Regions from separate parts of the Nothobranchius furzeri genome. Here region 2 is linked to region 1. A link is a contact called in public Hi-C data. All regions are on one chromosome and are shown on one strand. The core of a region is the stretch at or near the end of the contact, and the rest is flanking DNA. Distances in the headings are between cores, read along the strand shown.

The links. Hi-C and Micro-C count contacts between places; a contact is called where the count stands out from the background.
Region 2: a Hi-C map of skeletal muscle shows a contact between it and region 1, with 5 times the contacts expected there. The contact joins the promoter of gp1bb here to the enhancer-like site in region 1. A contact is called at or near these places in 2 of 2 Hi-C or Micro-C datasets (skeletal muscle and tail fin).

What each region holds. Positions count from the first base shown.
Region 1 is chr17:55,501,100-55,504,914 of NfurGRZ-RIMD1, forward strand. The region is part of intron 7 of zgc:63587 (septin-2A); the gene reads left to right. Among protein-coding and RNA genes, the nearest start is that of septin5a, 31 kb to the right of the region's middle. Within about 2 kb of position 1,637, at least 1 of the 3 cell types and tissues checked has an H3K27ac peak or open chromatin away from gene starts, as enhancers often do. A contact at or near this core is called in tail fin, where this site is marked.
Region 2 is chr17:55,547,696-55,551,510 of NfurGRZ-RIMD1, forward strand. It overlaps gp1bb (glycoprotein Ib platelet subunit beta), which reads left to right and starts at 1,806. Exons shown (of 2, transcript XM_015973112.3): 1 at 1,806-1,914; 2 at 3,228-3,815. The coding sequence starts at 3,233. It overlaps septin5a (septin 5a), which reads left to right. Exons shown (of 11, transcript XM_015973107.3): 11 at 1-27.

The DNA of each region.
Region 1 (3,815 bases), core at 387-2,886:
TCCCTGTGATGATGGGTTTGCTCCTCGTTTCATCACAATGGCGGTTTTCGGGTCGACCTTCTGTGCGGTGGCAGAAAACTGCTTAGCCACGTCTCCCACCTCATCCCTGTGTGTAAACACGCCAATGTTGAGACCTGCGCCTTTGCTAAATTTGGGCCGCACATCACCACCAGGTGTTTCAAACACGGCTATTCCTAGACCTGACTGACTTTGCCTCACATGGAGGATGTGATTCATCCATCATTTATCCAATTCCTGATTCATTTTTTAACTGGTAGGCATTAGCCCAGACCCGAGAACTTCAACACATCTGCTCGCCATGAAACAAAACAGCCAACAAAGCTTCCAAATCTGTGATGTGAGCCTGAAGCAACAAGTTTTTGGTTTCTACTAATTATCGTGTGTGGAAAATTTGATCAGATCTGCTCTGCCAACCATAACAGCACAGATAGGGGTGTGTGAGCGAAGTGTTGTGGTCATAAAATCACAATGGCTGCCACCGCCAGCGTACTTGTGCCAAATAAAATATACAGCTGGTTTGTGGAGAGTCTGGTGTAACATTAGGAATTAAGGTCTACGTTGTGTACAGTAAATCAGCAGGAGACAGCAGGGATTAGGAGCAGCCGGTGATTTGGGAATCTCATGATCCATCAGAGGACTTGATTGCAGGTGTCAGACGGCGCTAAGAACACGTTACGGAACAGAATCCAACAGGTAAACAGCCATTTTGGGTTAGAAGGGTCTGCAAACAGATGATGACAGACAACAGGCTTGTTTGTGTAATCACCCGATGAAGATTCAAGATGTTTAGGTTTAGTTTGTTTTTCATCAAATGTCACTTTTTAGGTTTCTTGATGGCTTCCAGTTAGTTTTCCCATCTTTATCTGAATTTGACGTGCTTCCTTCTCTGTGACTGGATTTGTTCTTTGCCTCGTTTGTTCCTGTCATTGTGCTACGTGTGTTTATTTTCCCTCCAAGTGTACAGTTTCCCAAACTTCATGCTCTGCCCCACCAGAGTTCTGTTTATCTCCGCCTCGTCGGAGGCTTCTGTACATCGTTTGTGTTTGAGTGCTTCGGGGGGGAAAGCGAGGCTCTGCTCCGGTGTCACGCTCTCCTCTGAGTTCTGTTTGTTTTTAGATCCGCCCCACAACAATACCCAACCCACCCCGTACACACACAGACACACACACACACACACACACACACACACACACACACTGGGAAAACGACTCACTCCTATAACAAACGGGAGCTGCTCCTTGCTGCTCACTTCCCAGACTCCTGGCTGACTCACTGCTGTCCTTTTCTTTAACAGAACATGAAAGATGCTTAGAACAACACTTGGCGTTTTTTGGCTCCGTTATAAAAAAAAATCATTGTGAATATAAAAATCTGCTCTTTGAAAAACAAAAGAAAAATGCAGCTTTGATGTTTAGAATAATAAATACTGACGTCTGTCGCTGAGCTCGTGGGGAAGAAAGCTCCTTTGTTTTAATTTGTTTCTTCACCGGTCGGAGAAAAAAAAAACAGAGGAAGAACTTTTGTTTCCGACTCTTTCAGGCCTTTAATGTTCATGGAGGCTTTATTTTTTCACCTGTCTACTCTTCTACTTTCCCCCCCTTTTCCTCTACTGGAGGACTTTAATTAAACGTGTTTGTGCAACAGCAGTACTTACTGAAACCTCGGTGTTACAACATTCCCGTGTTTTATGATTGTGGGTGGAAGGAGCGCCATTTTTAAATCCAAAATATATAAACACAGATTACAGTCAAAGTACTGCTTAGGAGGAAGATTTGTTCTGAATCACAAAAGAGCATAAATAAAAGTAAAAAGTGAAAACGCAGTTTGTTGTTTTTCCTTCTCGTATAATCGGTTTTTGATTGAATACGGAGGAGGAGCTGTTTTTCTTACTGTTGCAGCTGCTTTTTGAATATACTCGATTCAAAGGTCTAACCCCGTTTCTCCAGCGTTCCCTCCTAAGCCGATCCTCTAGAATACTAGAACATGCAATGTTTGTTCCTGAGGGTTCAGTTTTATGTACTCAACTTGTTGTTGGCACCTTTTCTGCCATAATTCTTAATGCAACATATCTAGATAACTGTATAAGTGGACTCAGTGGTCTCCTTTAAAAAGCAGCTGCAGACTCACCTGTTCATGCTTTTGTATGACCTTCTTCACCTCTCTCTCTTTATTCTGCTCTCCCCACCTATTCCTCCTTCCTCAGGATCCACTGATTTCCCTCTTTCCTGTTCACTCTCTCTCTTTCTTAACATTTTTTTTATCACAATTGTCTCTTTTTGCTCATTTTAAATATATTTTTAAACATTTTCTAAATGCTTTTTTATATTTTTACATTTTGTTTTTGTGAAGCGCCTCGTGATTTTTATCTTGAGAGGCGCTATAGAAATTATATTTTCTTCTTCTTCTTCTTTAAATTTTTAATGCTAGCTAAGATAATGTAGATTTTTTTATTGTAAAAAAATTTTGTCAGTTTTTAGCAGCTCAGTGCCGTCAGCCGTCTGGGAAAACCCAATTAACAAAAGGTCTAATTCCAGAATCCGCCCTGAACCTCCTCACTCGATGTATACTCGGACAGCTCCACCCACCCACACACACACACACACTCGTTGCCAAGGCAACAACCCGTCAGGTGGCTCTGCCAGCTGATAGGACAGGCTGCGTTCACAGATGACATGTTCATCACCTTAAAGTTTCCCAGCAAGAACAGAACCAGTGTTGGGTTCGATTGGCTGAGCTGAAGTGTAGCGGAGGTTGCTTGTAGCGGAACAGCGTGACCCAGACGTGGAGTGGCTAGCGTTGGGTTGAACAGAGCATGCGGCTTTGATCTGGGATCGGCGGCGCAGCGCTCGGAAAGAGCCGAGACTGAGCAGCAGTTCCGAATAAATAAGGAAGCAGACTTACTGGTGGTAGACGGCGTGGAAAGATCCCTATCCTGGTTTGAGGGCTGGTAAGCCTGAGAACTCGGGTCGATGCCTGGTATGAACGATGACCGAGTGATGAATGAGCGGCGGCACTTCCGTAAATAGAGTCGGCGTGATGACGTCGACGAGCCACGCTGGTGATGGGAATGCTGGGAAGTGTAGTAGCCCGCCAGTTGGCTCCGTAGGGGGCGGTCAGGAGGAGGAGTTCGTGGCAACCAGACACTAAACAGAACATGAAAATCATCTCTCAAATGGAACATTCCTTCCGTTGCACTAGTTGACCCGGTTCTGGTTTTGCTTTCTTGTTTGGGTGCTCTGAGCCGAGAAGATTGGTTTTGATGCTGGCTGCGCTTCACTGGCTGCCCGTTGATGTTAGGATTCATTTTAAAATACTTTTACTAGTTTTTAAAACGTTAAATGGTTTAGCCCCTCCTTACTTGGTGTCACTACTTCAACCATACACCCCTTCACGGTCACTCCGCTCGGAGAACTTCATGCTCCTCTCGGTCCCAAGAACGCGCCTAAAGACGCGTGGTGATAGGGCGTTTGCTGTGGCAGGTCCTAAGCTTTGGAATAAGATTCCTCTGAGCATAAGGGCCTCCACCTCTGTTGCGGTTTTTAAGGCAAGGCTAAAAACATATTTTTATGACCTGTCTTTTAACCTTTCTAACTAGTTTTATTGTTTTACTTATAGCGATTTTACTCACTGTAGTTTTATCTGTATTGTGTGATGCAATGTTTTATTTTCTGGATTTAGTGTTTTATGTTTTTATTTGATCAGTGTAGCGCCTTGGTGTCATCTTCTTGCCTGTAAGGCGCGATTTATAAATAAAGTTGAGTTGAGTTGAGATGCTCAGTTGTTTTTTTTTTATT
Region 2 (3,815 bases), core at 556-3,055, 47 kb after region 1:
GTCAGTTTGGTGCTTTGTTTTGTCTGTTCTGGCTGGAGGTGATTTTCTCCCCTCAAACCTTTAGTTTCCCTCCATTTTAAGGCCCTTTGCTGTTGCATTAACACAAATAATATAAAAGCATTATTTAAATGACTTCTCAGTATATCTAATTTATAATTCAATGCTAAACATTTTGGATATAATGTGAGGGTGTTTTGTAAAGAACTGTGGGTTGATGAGTAGATTTGAACGTGGATATCGTTTCCTATTATGCGACTGTGTGTTTTGGTACATGAACTCCAAGTGTCCGTCCATAAAACCCCTTCCGAAGGTTGCCATGGTGACTTTAATCGAATAAAAACCCAACTTCTGGCTTTTTATGCGTTTGCAAACATTTACATTCTCACATATCGCCGGTTAAAGCGGCCTCTAACTGGAGTCGGATTGGTGGCTCAGAGTGCGAAACCCTCTAACGTGGAGAGGGCTTGTGCAGTAAAAAGCTGCTTGTGGGTTTATTATGTTTGTTTTATTTTTTACTGTTTTAAAGCTGAATCCTCGTGCTCGTGTTAAATGCATCCTGACGTGCAGTTTGCTTCGTCGCCGCTACAGGACGGGAAAATAAGGAGCAAATACTGTGTCAGTGCTTCTCTTTTGGCTTTATCTCCTTGAAGTGAGTCATGCCATCGAAGCTGCCTACATGTGGGTGTGTGTGCGCGCGTGTGTGTGAGTGTGACGATGACCTGTACATATTTTTGCCTGAAGGCTGTGAGCTCAGTCTGTGTCCCGTTTGCAAAATGTGACAAATAAACTCCTCTTCTTGTCCGTCCGGCTTCTCTGCCTCAGTCCTTTTGTTGCAAACGAGAGAAGTGACCTCAACATCGTCCACCCAGCAGATCGCAAAGCTGCAGCTTCTGCAGGAACTCGATGTGCTGAGTCATATTTATCTCCTGCAGCCAGTCTTCTCTTTCCTGACAGTCAGAAGAGGAATACAAAGCCACTTCAGTTTAAATACATTTAATAAGTACGAATTACTCAGATATTTTATTTAAAATGTCAGCGTGGACAAAATACTGTGATGTACACATTATATCACTGGTTTTACCTTCTAAATCTATTCAAAATGTCATTTTAAACGTTTATATTGAGCTGAATTTCCTATTTCGCAGCAAATGCTTTGCATTATATAACAAAAACTTCTAAATAATTAGATTTTACTAAGCAATTTTAATTAGTTACACTTAAATAATATGTATTTAGATTTTTCACTGTTTTGATTTTGCAAACTTAAAGTTTTGGATTTGGTTGCATAAAAAGTAAACTAGATTTCTTTAAAAGCAGCAATAATGAATATAATAATGAAAATAAAGTTTGTTTTTGATAGAGCAGCTAAAATAATGCAGGATAAGAGAGTTTATTAATGTTTGCTTAATTTTTGAGCAAAAAAAAGTCACGTGTTGGTATATTACTAAAAACTTTAAAAAAAGTGAGACTCAAACAATAAAAAACTCTTTACCTTAAATTAAAATTGGTTTAATGTTAGTGTTATAACTCTTAATGCCCTAAAGAGTTTATTTGTGCAAAAAACAAAATAAAAACAAATCATTTCTGTTATTTTATTTTAGAAATTAAAGAGCCCTAAAATTAGACACTTCACAAGCTGCTGTGAATGTTTTGTGCACACAGTGAGCACAAGTGTGTGTGTGTGTGTGTGTGTGTGTGTGTGTGTGTGTGTGTGTGTGTGTGTGTGTGTGTGTGTGTGTGTGTGTGTGTGTGTGTGTGTGTGTGTGTGTGTGTGTGTGTGTGTGTGTGTGTGTGTGTACACTTATACTTTGACAGCAGGCTTTATCAGTGAGGAACAGCTTGCAGGAACACGCTCTTCCTCTGAATCCAACCGTAAGAGTCTCAGTCGTCTCCACCGGACCTGCAGGGCTGAAGGTAAAATTCTTCCCTTAAACATTCAGACTTTTAACTTTATTGAGCTCAAGAAACAACTTTAAAGCGTTTCCTGTGGTCGTGGCTGTTCGGTTGAGTTTTTGCATTAAAGTTGTTTAGACCCTGCAGCCATAATCAACCAGAACGAATCAGTTTTTTAAATTATATTTTCCTCCCAAATAAGTAAAGTTTTAATGAATCTTCAAAAGAGTTCTTGTATAAGTGAAGCTATGTATTATGTAGTGAAAACCTATGGACTGAGTGACTTTTTTGGAAATAAAACCTCACATTTATCAAATCAAAGATATTTATTAATCCCAGAGGGAAATTAGAGTTTCAGTACACACAGTTCAGAGATCAGACATACATGGGCAAGACACATGACAAGAATTGGTGACTGTGGTCATTCGCATCCCTGAGTCACGCTACCTTAATAGAGATCAGAGGGTTACATGAGGATTGGTTCAGGTGGAGGGAAAAAAAGGCACTTCAGAGTTACCCTCCACCAGGAGGGCAGCTTTGCTCTGCAAAAAAACACCTCAGACAGAAATGCAACAGACTTCAGACAACACAACATGTGTCCACTAGGTGGGGTGGTGGGTTGGGACTATCCCCACTTCAGTTCCTGCAGCCACGATAAGCAGCGCATGTCACCTCAGTGTGGATAGGGGGAGGAGCATTGAGGGTTGGAGGGTTGCAGTGACCCTGGAACGTTTCAGCGGCCTTCCCGCAGTCCCGCCCAGGCTGGGAAAGGAGACAGAGTTGAGTTGCCATAGCGACGGCACATTCCACATATCTTCTGAGGGGGGAGTTTTCGTTGGAGCCTTGCTGGCTCAAGGGCACCAGATTCCGATTAGAAATTGTTTTGGGGCCAGACAGAGATAGTTTCCTCTCTGTCTTAATTGGTACAATTGTTTGTCCAAAAATATATTTTGCACAAGAAGAGTGTACAATAAAAACAATTTGTGATTTAAAGATAAAATCTCAATTAGAAATGTAAACTCTGCAGGTATTTCAGTTGGTTTAAACAAATAAAATGAGGGAAACGATCCGTTCAACATGAAACCTATTAGCCTCCTGCAGAAAGACTCCTGAAGCTAATCAGATAAATCTGGTATTTTATTCTAACGATCTAACGGAGGTTTTCATGTTCACTCAGCTGGTTGATCTTAAATCAAAGAGACAAATGATGAATCTTTAACATTTTGAAAATGTCACTTGTAAACTCAGCTGGGCTTGAAAGAGCTTCGCGGAGCAAAGAGAAAAGTAAGAATTTAAACATGACACCATAAAGGTGGGTCTTTTCTTTCCTGCAGCTGGCATGACCATGACGTGGCTTCTGCTCTTGTGTCTCATCCTTCTGTTTGGAGGTCAGAGGTCATCGGCGTGCCCCGACCTCTGCTCCTGTAAAGACGGTCAGGTGGACTGTAGCGGCCGGTCCCTCACCTCCACCTCCATACCCACTAGTTTCCCTTCAGGAACCATCAGTCTCCTTCTCCATGACAACCTGCTGACCACCATCCCTAACCAGCTCCTGGATGACCTGACCTCCCTTCGCTCCATCTCTCTCCACGGTAACCCCTGGGTGTGTGACTGTGGCATCCTCTACCTGCGATCCTGGATCAGTCGCCGGCCGTCCAGCCTCGTGTCTCACCCGAGGGTGAGCTGCAGCTCTCCCCCCAGTCTGAGAGGCCGAATGGTGGAGCATCTAACCGAGGGTGAGGTGCTTGAGTCCTGCCAGTACTGGTACTGTGACCTGGCCTTGGCCTCGGTGGTGGCTCTGTTTGTGTTCGTGGTGGTGCAAGCGGCTCTGCTGGTGGCTCTCATCATTTTCCTGAGGAGGTTTGAGACACTCTCCAAGGAGGCGAAGAGAACCACAGAGGAGGGTTTCACAGCTGGAGATG